Regions from separate parts of the Muntiacus reevesi genome. Here region 2 is linked to region 1. Evidence: chromatin contacts called from public Hi-C data. All regions are on one chromosome and are shown on one strand. The core of a region is the stretch at or near the end of the contact, and the rest is flanking DNA. Distances in the headings are between cores, read along the strand shown. Region 1 holds the start of PCSK7 (proprotein convertase subtilisin/kexin type 7). Region 2 holds the start of BUD13 (BUD13 homolog).

What was found. A called contact is a pair of places that touch in the nucleus more often than the background predicts.
Region 2: a contact with region 1 is called in a Hi-C map of muscle, with 4 times the contacts expected there. The contact joins the promoter of BUD13 here to the promoter of PCSK7 in region 1.

What each region holds. Positions count from the first base shown.
Region 1 is chr9:63,854,633-63,859,596 of mMunRee1.1, forward strand. PCSK7 (proprotein convertase subtilisin/kexin type 7) reads left to right here and starts at 2,754. Exons shown (of 17, transcript XM_065946213.1): 1 at 2,754-2,845; 2 at 4,580-4,701. It overlaps RNF214 (ring finger protein 214), which reads right to left and starts at 2,666. Exons shown (of 15, transcript XM_065946221.1): 1 at 2,521-2,666; 2 at 407-522. The coding sequence starts at 2,547.
Region 2 is chr9:64,328,534-64,333,497 of mMunRee1.1, forward strand. It overlaps BUD13 (BUD13 homolog), which reads left to right and starts at 2,625. Exons shown (of 10, transcript XM_065944859.1): 1 at 2,625-2,778; 2 at 4,707-4,800. The coding sequence starts at 2,636. ZPR1 (ZPR1 zinc finger) reads left to right here. Exons shown (of 14, transcript XM_065945237.1): 14 at 58-662. The coding sequence ends at 192.

The DNA.
Region 1 (4,964 bases), core at 1,504-4,003:
ATCTGTAGATACAGATGTAGATCCAGGTACATATACAAAGCATACATATATACTAATAAATATAAGTACAATATTAGGTACAATTAGGTACAACATAGAAACATATATAAACATATAGTTAAACAGTCTATGTAGGAGAAGTTGGGAAATATTTGCATTTTCAAAGAGTTTGACCAGCTGTATTCTAATCTATTTACTCAACAAACAATTAGCATGCCTGCTGTGTGTTGGATACTGTGCGGGGTAGCAAATATACAAATATAAATCAGGCAGTCCCTACCTTTAGAAAGGTTTCATCTAGGGCAATGCCACTAGAGCCAAAAAGGGGAAAGACCTTCTGTAAGAAGCCCATCTCCAAAGCCCTTCACCCAAACGAAATCTACCCAGTCAGGAGTCCACACGTTACCTTAGACCATCTGGGGGGCCTTCATCTGGTTTGGAAGCACAAACACTAGAAGAGGATTCCGCAGAATTCGGAGCAGTGGCCACCACGCCAGCTACCTCAGATGCTGCCATCGTGCTCTGCACATTCAGAAACAAATTACAGCTACAAGTTCCAGGATCTCAAAACAAACCTATCTTTCCCCATCAGAATGTCCATACAGCAGAATCACATCAGGAAAGAAACACAAAGAAAAAGCTGGGCTCCAGGAGAAAATATTTAACAGTATTCTTCAGTAGGATATAAAAAGAGCCATGACACACAATAGGTCCCAAGGGACATCAACCCTCAAACATCATTATATATATCACTACATATATTACACACATATATATGTGTGTGAACAACACTATATATGCCTGTGCAAAGCTTTTTCAGTTTAAGAGAAATGCAGTCTCACAGACTGTGAGAATCCTCCAAATGATCCACATACCTACCTTGCCTAATATCATTTACAAAAGATGTGACTTGGGGCCTAATATCAACGGTATCTTATGTTTTAAAATCATTTTATGCCTGTCACATTAAAAACATTCTCCATTAATATAAGTAAAGTTTTCTGGAAGTATTCTTGTTGGAGAGAAAAAATAGTATTTAATTGGGCAATCCAAGTATCTTTTACTCTGTGTTCCCCAAAGATGGGAAAAGTTTGACAACCACTGACTGCGAAAAGTACACTCTTCAGAGTTACTGGAGGTGCAAAAGAGTAGGAGAATCTCAGTTACTCCAGCATGAAAATGAGAAGCTGAAAAACAGTAATCTAAGTAAGGGAAGTGGGACACAGGCCTTTTTTAGATCAAAAGGTCATCCTTTATGTTGCAGGACAAATTCATGGCCTTCTATGGTGAAAAGATAAAAAAGAATATGGGAGGAGGGAAGTGTAACATAAGGCTAGCTTAAATTCTCGTTTTTATTTTAATAGCATCCCAGGTACATCCCTGACCCGCGAAGAACGCATAGGGCAGGCACGGAGGCTGGCCTGTGTCAACACTTAAGTCCCAGGCTATCTTCCCCCTGTGCCTCAGTTTTCCCCATCATGCAAGGCTCCCAGGAGAAAAACGGGCCCCAGATCGCCATTACTGTTCGCACAGGTGCAAAACGTCCTGCCCCATCGGAGCCCGGGCTGGGGCTTCCCGGCGCCCGGTCAACAAAACCACAGGTCACGGGTCCTACATGCAACTCGGTGGCTGAGAGCCGCAGAGGGGAAGGGGACGGGGACATCTGGCAGGAGGCTGCGGCCGGAGCGGGGGGGCGTTAGGTCGAAGAGGCCAAGGGGAGCCTCGCACCGCAACCCGGCGGCAACCAGACGGCGACGCCGAGAGCGACGGGTCATTGGGGGAGATCCGGGGACGGTCGCGAAAGGGACAATGGGGAGAAGCGACGCCGAGTGGTCCCGGCCGCCCTCCACAGGGGGGCTGGCCCCGCCGGCCGCAGCCCCCTTCGCACCTTGTCCTCGGCCCCCCGGTCAGGCTGCCAACCCCCGTCCCACTTCTAGGCCGGGACCCCCGTGCCCGTCCCCGCAACTCCCTCCACGCCCCCCCCACCCGCAGCCTCGACCCCCGCCCCTAGCGCCGCAGCCCCTCGCCCGCGCGCCCGCCCCTCACACACCTCCCGCGCCGCGCCCCCGGGAGCGAACGTGGGAGGGACGGGACGCACCTGAGCGGGCGGAGCGGGGGGGAGGGGGCGGCCGAACCTGGGGGGGAGGGGTCGAGCGCCGGCCCGCGCGCGCGACACCTCCCACTTCCGGCGGCACGAGCGGCGGGGGGCAAGCCTCGGCCCCGGAGAGGAGAGGCCGCGGTGGCACGCGCGCCGCCCCCGATGGCGCCCTCTGGCGGCCGGAGCCGGCGCGGTCGGGGCCGGGGGCGGGGAGCGGGGGGGACGCGGACTTGGCGGAAACCGCCCCCCGCGCTAAGATGCTAGTAGATTCCTCCCGGGCGCAGGGACTTGAGAGATGGCGACCGCGAGAAGGACTTGCGATGTGGCGGAGGGAGAAGCCCTCTCTAGAAAAGTTATGAGGCAAGAGTCAGGGTCATCGCGGTCAGAGAAAGAAGAGGAAGAAGTGTTTTAAAGGTCTCAACCGAGATGCCTTGTCCAGAGGACGCCATGAGGGAGAGGACCGGCCTTATGGAGAGGGTAGCTTCTGAAGATGCCCCGAGGACTCAGGGCGGCGGGTCAGCCGTCATACACGCCGCTTCCTCAGCGGAGGAAGTCCAGAGGAGCCGCCCCCACCCCCACCCCCACAACGTCGCCGGCGGCTCCTGGCCACTCGGCCCGGCCGGGGGCCCGCCGCTGATTGGCTGCGCCTCCGGGCGGAAGTGATGCTGCTGTCACCGGCTTCTCGGGCTCCCGCGGAGCCGCGAGTTTCCGCAGGGGGCGGCGGCGGCGGCGGCGGCTGCCGGGCCGGTGAGTTGGAAACTCGGTGGCGGCGGGGCATTGGAAGTCCGGGTGCTCTAGAACTGGGGGGCGCGGGGGCGTCAGGGGGTGTGCAGCCGCTGTCTGAGGGTGAGTGAGCTGCCCAGAGGCTGCCTTCATTCCCCGCGTGCGCGAGCCCAGCGAGAAGGGGCCACGGCGTCCAGGATTCCAAGATCGTGCGAGTCCTCTGAGGAGAGGGGGGCCCTTTGCGCCGGGCATTGGAGGCCAGCGATCGACGAAACTGACCTCTGGCAGGAAGCCTGATTTCTAGGAACGGGTTGTAGAGGTTCCCAAGAGTAGGAGGAGGAGGACAGCCTCTTGGGAACAGGAACCTTGGACTCGGGCTGCCCTCCTTGGCACCTAAGAGCTGTAGAGACACGCCTAGTTAGTTCGGGCGAAGTTGAGATCCGCTTTCAGAGGATGTCTAAGGTTCCTTTCCCAGAAGCCGAGGGTGGAGGTGAGGTGCTGGGTAAAGTCCTGCCCTGCCAGAAGGACTGGAGGATGTGGTGGTCAGGTATCTCCTGTCTCCCGGAAATCTGTGGGCTCCACTGAGACGGAAGGAGCCTTGCCCAGTTGGGTCGCTATCAAGTTATCTGACAAGAATTTGGTTTTGCTTCACTAAGGCCTGCAGACTGGGAAGGACACCTGAATGTCTTGGGACAGTGAAGGCTGCCGGAGAGCAGCGGGGTACTTTCCTGGGAACCTAAGAGAGAAGGAGATACATGGATCTGGTGAGGGAAATGTCAGGTGGCGAAAGTTCCCTCCTCCCTTTCCAAAGAGACTTGCGTAGGATACCCAGATTTTCAGACTGATCCACTTGGGTATGTGTGTGGGTACTAAGCCCTGCCGCAGGGTGACCCCCACCCCAGCCCACTAGACAGCAGATGCTTCTGAAGGAGCTCAGCCTCCAATAGGGACACACTTGTTCCACTGCCCATTCGCCTGCCCCTGTCCCTCCATTTGCCCACTGATTTGGCCCTTCTGTCAAGCCATGGGTGGCGGTCCCAGGTTTAGAACACTTCACAACTTGCTGAGCTAGTGACTAAGGGAAGCCCTGTACTGGTGCTTTCCAATCCCCACCCCACCCACTTGCCTCTTATTCCTGTTCAGTTTTGTTTGCTTTCTGGGCTTGTCCCCATTTCTGCCCCCCCCCCCCCACCTCCTCCTACTCTTACTTCCCCTGACATCCTTCACAGGTACAGAAACCAGGAAGTGAGCTGCCACCCAGACTTCTAAGAAGCAGTAATACCTACTTTTTTGTTCTTTTATTATTATTATTTATTTATCTATTATTTATCTTGGCTGCACTGGGTCTTAGTTGTGGCATGCCGGATCTTTAGTTGCTGCTTGTGGAATCTAGTTCCCTGACTAGGGATCGAACCCAGGCCCCCTGCATTGGGAGCGCAGAGTCATAGCCAGTGGACCACCAGGGAAGTCCCCTATCTACTTTTTCAAGAGGAGTTTTGGGTAGGAGTTCAAGCCCTCTTCTAGGCATCTAGGAAAAGAAGAGAAGAGGATGGCCTGATGTTTAGGATGAGAAGTAGGGTTTCTGGGTTTTGTACCCTCTGGCCTTACTGTACCACTTTGGTTCCAGTCTGTGACCTATTTGAGATTCCTGCAGGTGATCATTGGCAGTTTCTTTGGTCACAGATCCCAGGTTCCCAGCCTCTGCATGCTCCACTGGGTTTGGGAGGACACCGTTTCTTGTTTTCTTGGGGCCTACAGGTCTGCGCTCTGTGCTGAGAGTCACCGCTACTCACAGCGGAAGGAATGCCTTTTCTCCATTTGCACAAAATGAGCGTGAGGTGGCTAACCGGATCAGGAGCTCAGCCTCACTCTGAGTCCAGGTGGGAACGGGGCCCCACTGCAGGAAGTTAGCCCTCAAAACCACGGGTGGGTCTGAGAAGTCAGTTGGGGGAAGATTTCTGTCCCCTCTGAAGAAGGGAGGAGGGTCTCTTCTAAAGAAAAATCATGGAGCTGCCAGGAATTGGCAGGAGTGATACGACTTCTGAGCTCAAGATGGCAACAGTGGGGAAGAGCAGTGTGGTGCCTGTTAGCAGCTAGACCTCTCATGTCTTGTGATAATCATGTCATGGAGGGATCCACTAGG
Region 2 (4,964 bases), core at 1,375-3,874, 470 kb after region 1:
GGGGGAGGGGGATGGTAGGATGGCAGAGGCACTGATGATCTGTCCTTGGCCTTGCAGAATGTGTATGCACCTGAAGATGATCCTGAGATGAAGGTAGAGCACTATAAGCGCACATTTGACCAAAACGAGGAGCTGGGGCTCAACGACATGAAGACAGAGGGCTATGAGACAGGGCTGCCTGCCCAGCGGTAGCAGTGGCGGTTCCCGACCAGCCTCCAGCGCTACTCAGACGACGGGGTTATTTATTGCTTTTGGAAAAGGCTGGAGTTGCCCCCCTACCAGGCCTTGCCCGTGCAGGGAGGACACCTGGTCTAAGTCGGAGATCTGGGCACACTTTCTGAACAGTTTGTGATGGAAATACAAACCTCTTGGGTTACTTGACCTTACTTTGAAGGATTTGAATTGCCATGGAAACCCAGAAATGAACCATCGGGCATGTCATTGTCACTTTTTCCCTTTCAAGTCTTTATCCTCCCTCCACACAGTGCTCTCTCATATAGGGCTGGAATTTTGAAGAGTTGGGAGAAGGTGGAAGACATCTACATCTGGAGTTTGGGAGTTGGGTTGGGTATATAAAATACTGACTTTCAACAGAAAGAGTCTTCTGAGGGGAGGGAGTCCAGGGCAGGTGAAGAAGTTCTCATTAAAATGGTGGCACTGGCCTCTGAATTCACTCTGTCCTTATTTGATATGCTGGTAGAATTCAACCTCCTGAAGAAAATTTATTCTAGTGGAGCAACTGTAACTTGGGGAGTGGAGCTGGCATTTCATTCACTCCTTCAGTAGATGTTCGAATGCTTGCTTTGTGCAGGTACATCATAGAACTGAAGAAAATAAAGCTCTGCTTTCATGGAGCTTCAAGTGTAGTGGGGAGAGTTGACAGAGTGGGTGGGGGTTGTCAAAGCCCACAAGAACAGTGTCAGATGATTCACCATGTTATGGAGGAATGTCAAGCAGGGAAGGGGTCTGGGTAGTGCCAGGGAAGGGGGGGCATTTGCCTTATTAGATGGAACTGCAGAGAAAGGGCCAACCAGGGATTGAATCCATGCCCCTCTGGCCATGCCACTGGTTGTGAATTCATTTGATCCTTGAGCCCTGTGAGGTAGGCTTAAGACCTGAGCTTGGCCTTGTCAGACTAAGATTTGGTAGTCAGTAGAATGGTTGGAGGTGGATCTGAAGACAGAAATGGGCAGGAGGTGATGGGGTTGAGAGGATTCTACTGGTAACATTCCTGGAGCAGAACTGTGAGACTTTCCCAATGCCTACTTACACCAGGGAGGACGCTGGGCTGTGGAGTTCAGCTTGAGATATGTTAAAGTGGACTAGATGCCAAGGCGGTGTGAATGGACCCATGGGGCCTTCCAGCTAGTGCCCCCTTCTCACAGGCCCTGAGAGACTCAGCCTTCTTGTCTTCCTGGGCCTATGCTGTGCCCACTCAGTATTCCAGTGGTTTAAAGTTCAGGCCTCAGGGCGGTAATCTCAAACCTGTTCTATCAGGTATATTTTTTGAACCTGTGTCCCAAGATATGTGTTTTTATTTATTAAGTATAATAATGCCTCATTGACTAATATATATCCCTTAAAACAGTGACCAAAAAATTGAGCATATGGTGAGATAAGTAAAATATACAATCTAACTTACTTTTCAAAAAATTTGGATTACCTCTTGCACCCCACTTTTTTAGTCTCCAGTCCCAAGGGTCATATGTTCTAGCTCTATGTGAAGTTGGGCAACTTAATCTCTCCAAGCTTCAGTGTTCTCTATCTGTAAGGTAAAGGTAATAAAACCACGTGAGAAATGTGAGGGTTAAATAAGATAATTCAAGTACAGCTCTTAAAACCTCAAGAAGAAAAATCTTCCCAAACTTGAGTGTTAGAATTTATTCTCTCTAGCTTCTCTCTTTTGCCATGCTGAAAACATCAATAGGTTCTTTGCATTGGGAAGAGTGTGCACAAAATCTAGGGACAACTGGTATCAAATGCGGGTAAGTTACATAGGTTAGAAACTACCATATTTTTGATCATAATTATACTGGGTTTGGAATCCTGAATTCTTCTCTTGAAAGCCCCTTAAAGAAGATTGCTCTCCTCCTAAATATATTAAAAATTACTTAAAACACAATGTGCCCGTTCAAAACATTTTGCACAGTAATATTATCTTAGTTCACCTAATCATTGAGTTCCATGTCATTATTATCCCCATTTTGTCAAGTAACTTGCCCCAGGCCTCTCACATTTAGCAAGTTACTGAGCCAGAACTCAAACGTAAACGGACTGCAACTCCAGAGCCCATGTTCCTAACTACTACGGTGCTTCTGAAGCTGCTGGGGAAGTCTTGTTGGAGTCATGGATGTAGCCTCGCGACCACAACAGCGCTTGTTGCACAGTTGTTTGAGCAGATGGAAGGACGAAGAGAAGAAACACAATTGCCGGGTCAGAGGGGATGCAGAGTGGGCCCCGTGAGTGTGCGTGTTCCTGTTCTTCAGCCCTCCAAGATTCCAAGACTCGCACCTGTCCGGCCAGCACTTCCAAACTACCGTCACTTCCGGTCCTGGCCCCGCCCTCTAGCTCGCCGCTGTTCCGTTTCGCGTTCACCAATTTTGTCCCTAGCCCCGACCCGCCTCCCGCCGCTGCCATGGCGGCAGCTCCACCGCTCTCCAAGGCCGAGTACCTGAAGCGTTACTTGTCTGGGGCAGATGCCGGCGTCGTCGGGGGCCCTGAGTCCGGCCGCAAGCGTCGCAAAAAGCGGCCGAAGCCTACCGGGGCCGGCGGCAAGGGGTGAGTTGGCCCTGGCGGGGTGGGGTCCGCGCGGCCCGCCGCCCCTCACCTTCCCGCTCCGCCCTCGGCCCGGCTCTTGCTGGGCTCCTCGCCGGCGGCCCCGGCGGCCCCGCGCCCCTGACTGCTAGCCTGACCCTGCCTGTGCTCAGAGCCCTCTCAGGCCGCTTCTCGCGCCCCTGGGCGGTATCTCCAGTGTGTTCAGGCCGGGTTGTAACTTTTATTAGTCTTTTCCCGCCTTTGTAGCATCCCGTTCTCCCGCAGAGAGTCAGTATTGTGTCCTGAGAATAAAGGTGAAACGAATTCAAAGGCTCTGTGCTGGGATATTAGCGTCACAGAACCTGCCCGTGCGGGCTCTCCTAAGCCTAGGACTCGGGTCCTGACCTATGCTCACTTCCTGTTACTCCTACTCCTACTCCCAACAATAACAACTAACGTTTATACCGTTCTTGTCATGTGCCTGGTACCGTTGTGAGTACTTTAGACATGATTTTATTTAAGAGTCATAATACTATTAAGAAGTTTATATTTTTGCTATCCCCACTGTTCAAACGAGAAAACTTATGCGGCCTAGTGTACTGGGTTGAGTACTGCCCCTCCCCTCCAAACCAGAACCTTAGCATATGACACTTTTTACAAGTAGGGTCTTTGCAGATATAATTAGTTAAGATGTCCAGTATAAACGGGTGTCCTTTTAAGAAAAGAGAAATTTGGCTACGGAAACAGGCTTAGAGGGAAAAATTACCAGGTGAAGATGGAGGCCGAGGCTGGACTGGATTTATGCAGCCGACAGAGGCTACTAGAAGTTGGAAGAGTCAGGGAAAGATCTTTCCCTGGAACCTTTCCTGGTGGACATTGCCTTGCACACACCTTGATTTCAGACTTGAATTCTCCAGACTGTGAGGGAATACATTTCTGTTGTTTTAAGCCACTCAGTTTGTGGTCCTTTGTTAGGCAGCTCTAGAAACTAATATACCCTGTAAAGTCAAATAGTTCCAAAGAACTAACCCATTTAGTTAGTTAACTCTTTGGTTCTTGCGTTATTCTTGCTGTCTTCTGACCCCTCTGACTTGTGTGGATTTCCTGGAGGCAGTGCCTTGTAGCGAAATTGTCTTGAGCTTTAAAGTAACATTGATCAGTCTTTCAGTCCTAGCTGTGCCACTTTATGAGTTGTGTGGCCTTGGACAAGGTATTTATTTCATCTCTCTAAGCCTCAGTTTTTTCATCTTTAAAGTCACAGTACTATTGAATTACATCACTTATATTAAATGGTTGTTGTGACTAGTAATCTGGCTTTTCAAATAATAACTGTTAATAATAACGATTTACATCATGGCAGTCATTATTCTTTGGACTCATTCATAGTTGATCCATGTAACAAACATTTATTGAGTACTTCATCTATCACAGTGAGGATATCACTGTGAGTGAGATATCACTGTCCCTGCTCTGATGGAGCTTATAGTTTAATGGGGATACAGTCTTTAAAGAACTAATTATGCAACTAGTTGATTTATTTCCTTTGTGATAAATGAAAGTACTCCAAGAATGTGTAACAGGGATTCTTAGTTGGAAGAGGTAAGGGGAATAGTTTTGTAAGGTCTGCTCAAGGAATTTATATATATGCTAGGCTTTTAAGAATGACTAAGAGTTTCCCAGTAGAGAATAAGAAGAGTAGGTCAGGCAGAGGGAAGGAACTGAATATGTGAAACTGATATGGAAAGGAATTTGGCTCATTCTAGGCATCAGAAGATGACTAGTGAGTAGTGAATTGAGACAGTGGTGCAAGATGAAATTGGCCATACTGGCAAAGAATGGACTGTAGGATCTTATAGGATTTTGAACTGTAGCCTAAAACCAGAGGTGAATGTTTGTGGGCTGTTATCCAAGAATGATTCTTCTTTTTTTGGTCTTTTATTTTTCACCTTTAGAATGCGAATTGTGGATGATGACGTGAGCTGGACATCTATCTCAACCACTAAAGCAGAAAAGGAAGAAGAGGAAGATGACGGAGATTTGCCTGTGGTATGTATCTTTTTGAGGCTCTGAGGACTTTGAAATGCAAGCCTCTTAATCTCAGCTCCCAATGCAGGGTAGATAGTAAGGAGGAAAGTTAAGGTCAGAGAAGAGGTGACATTTTCCAGGAGCTATTTTAAAGTAGTTTTCTTTGATGATGCCTATATACAGTC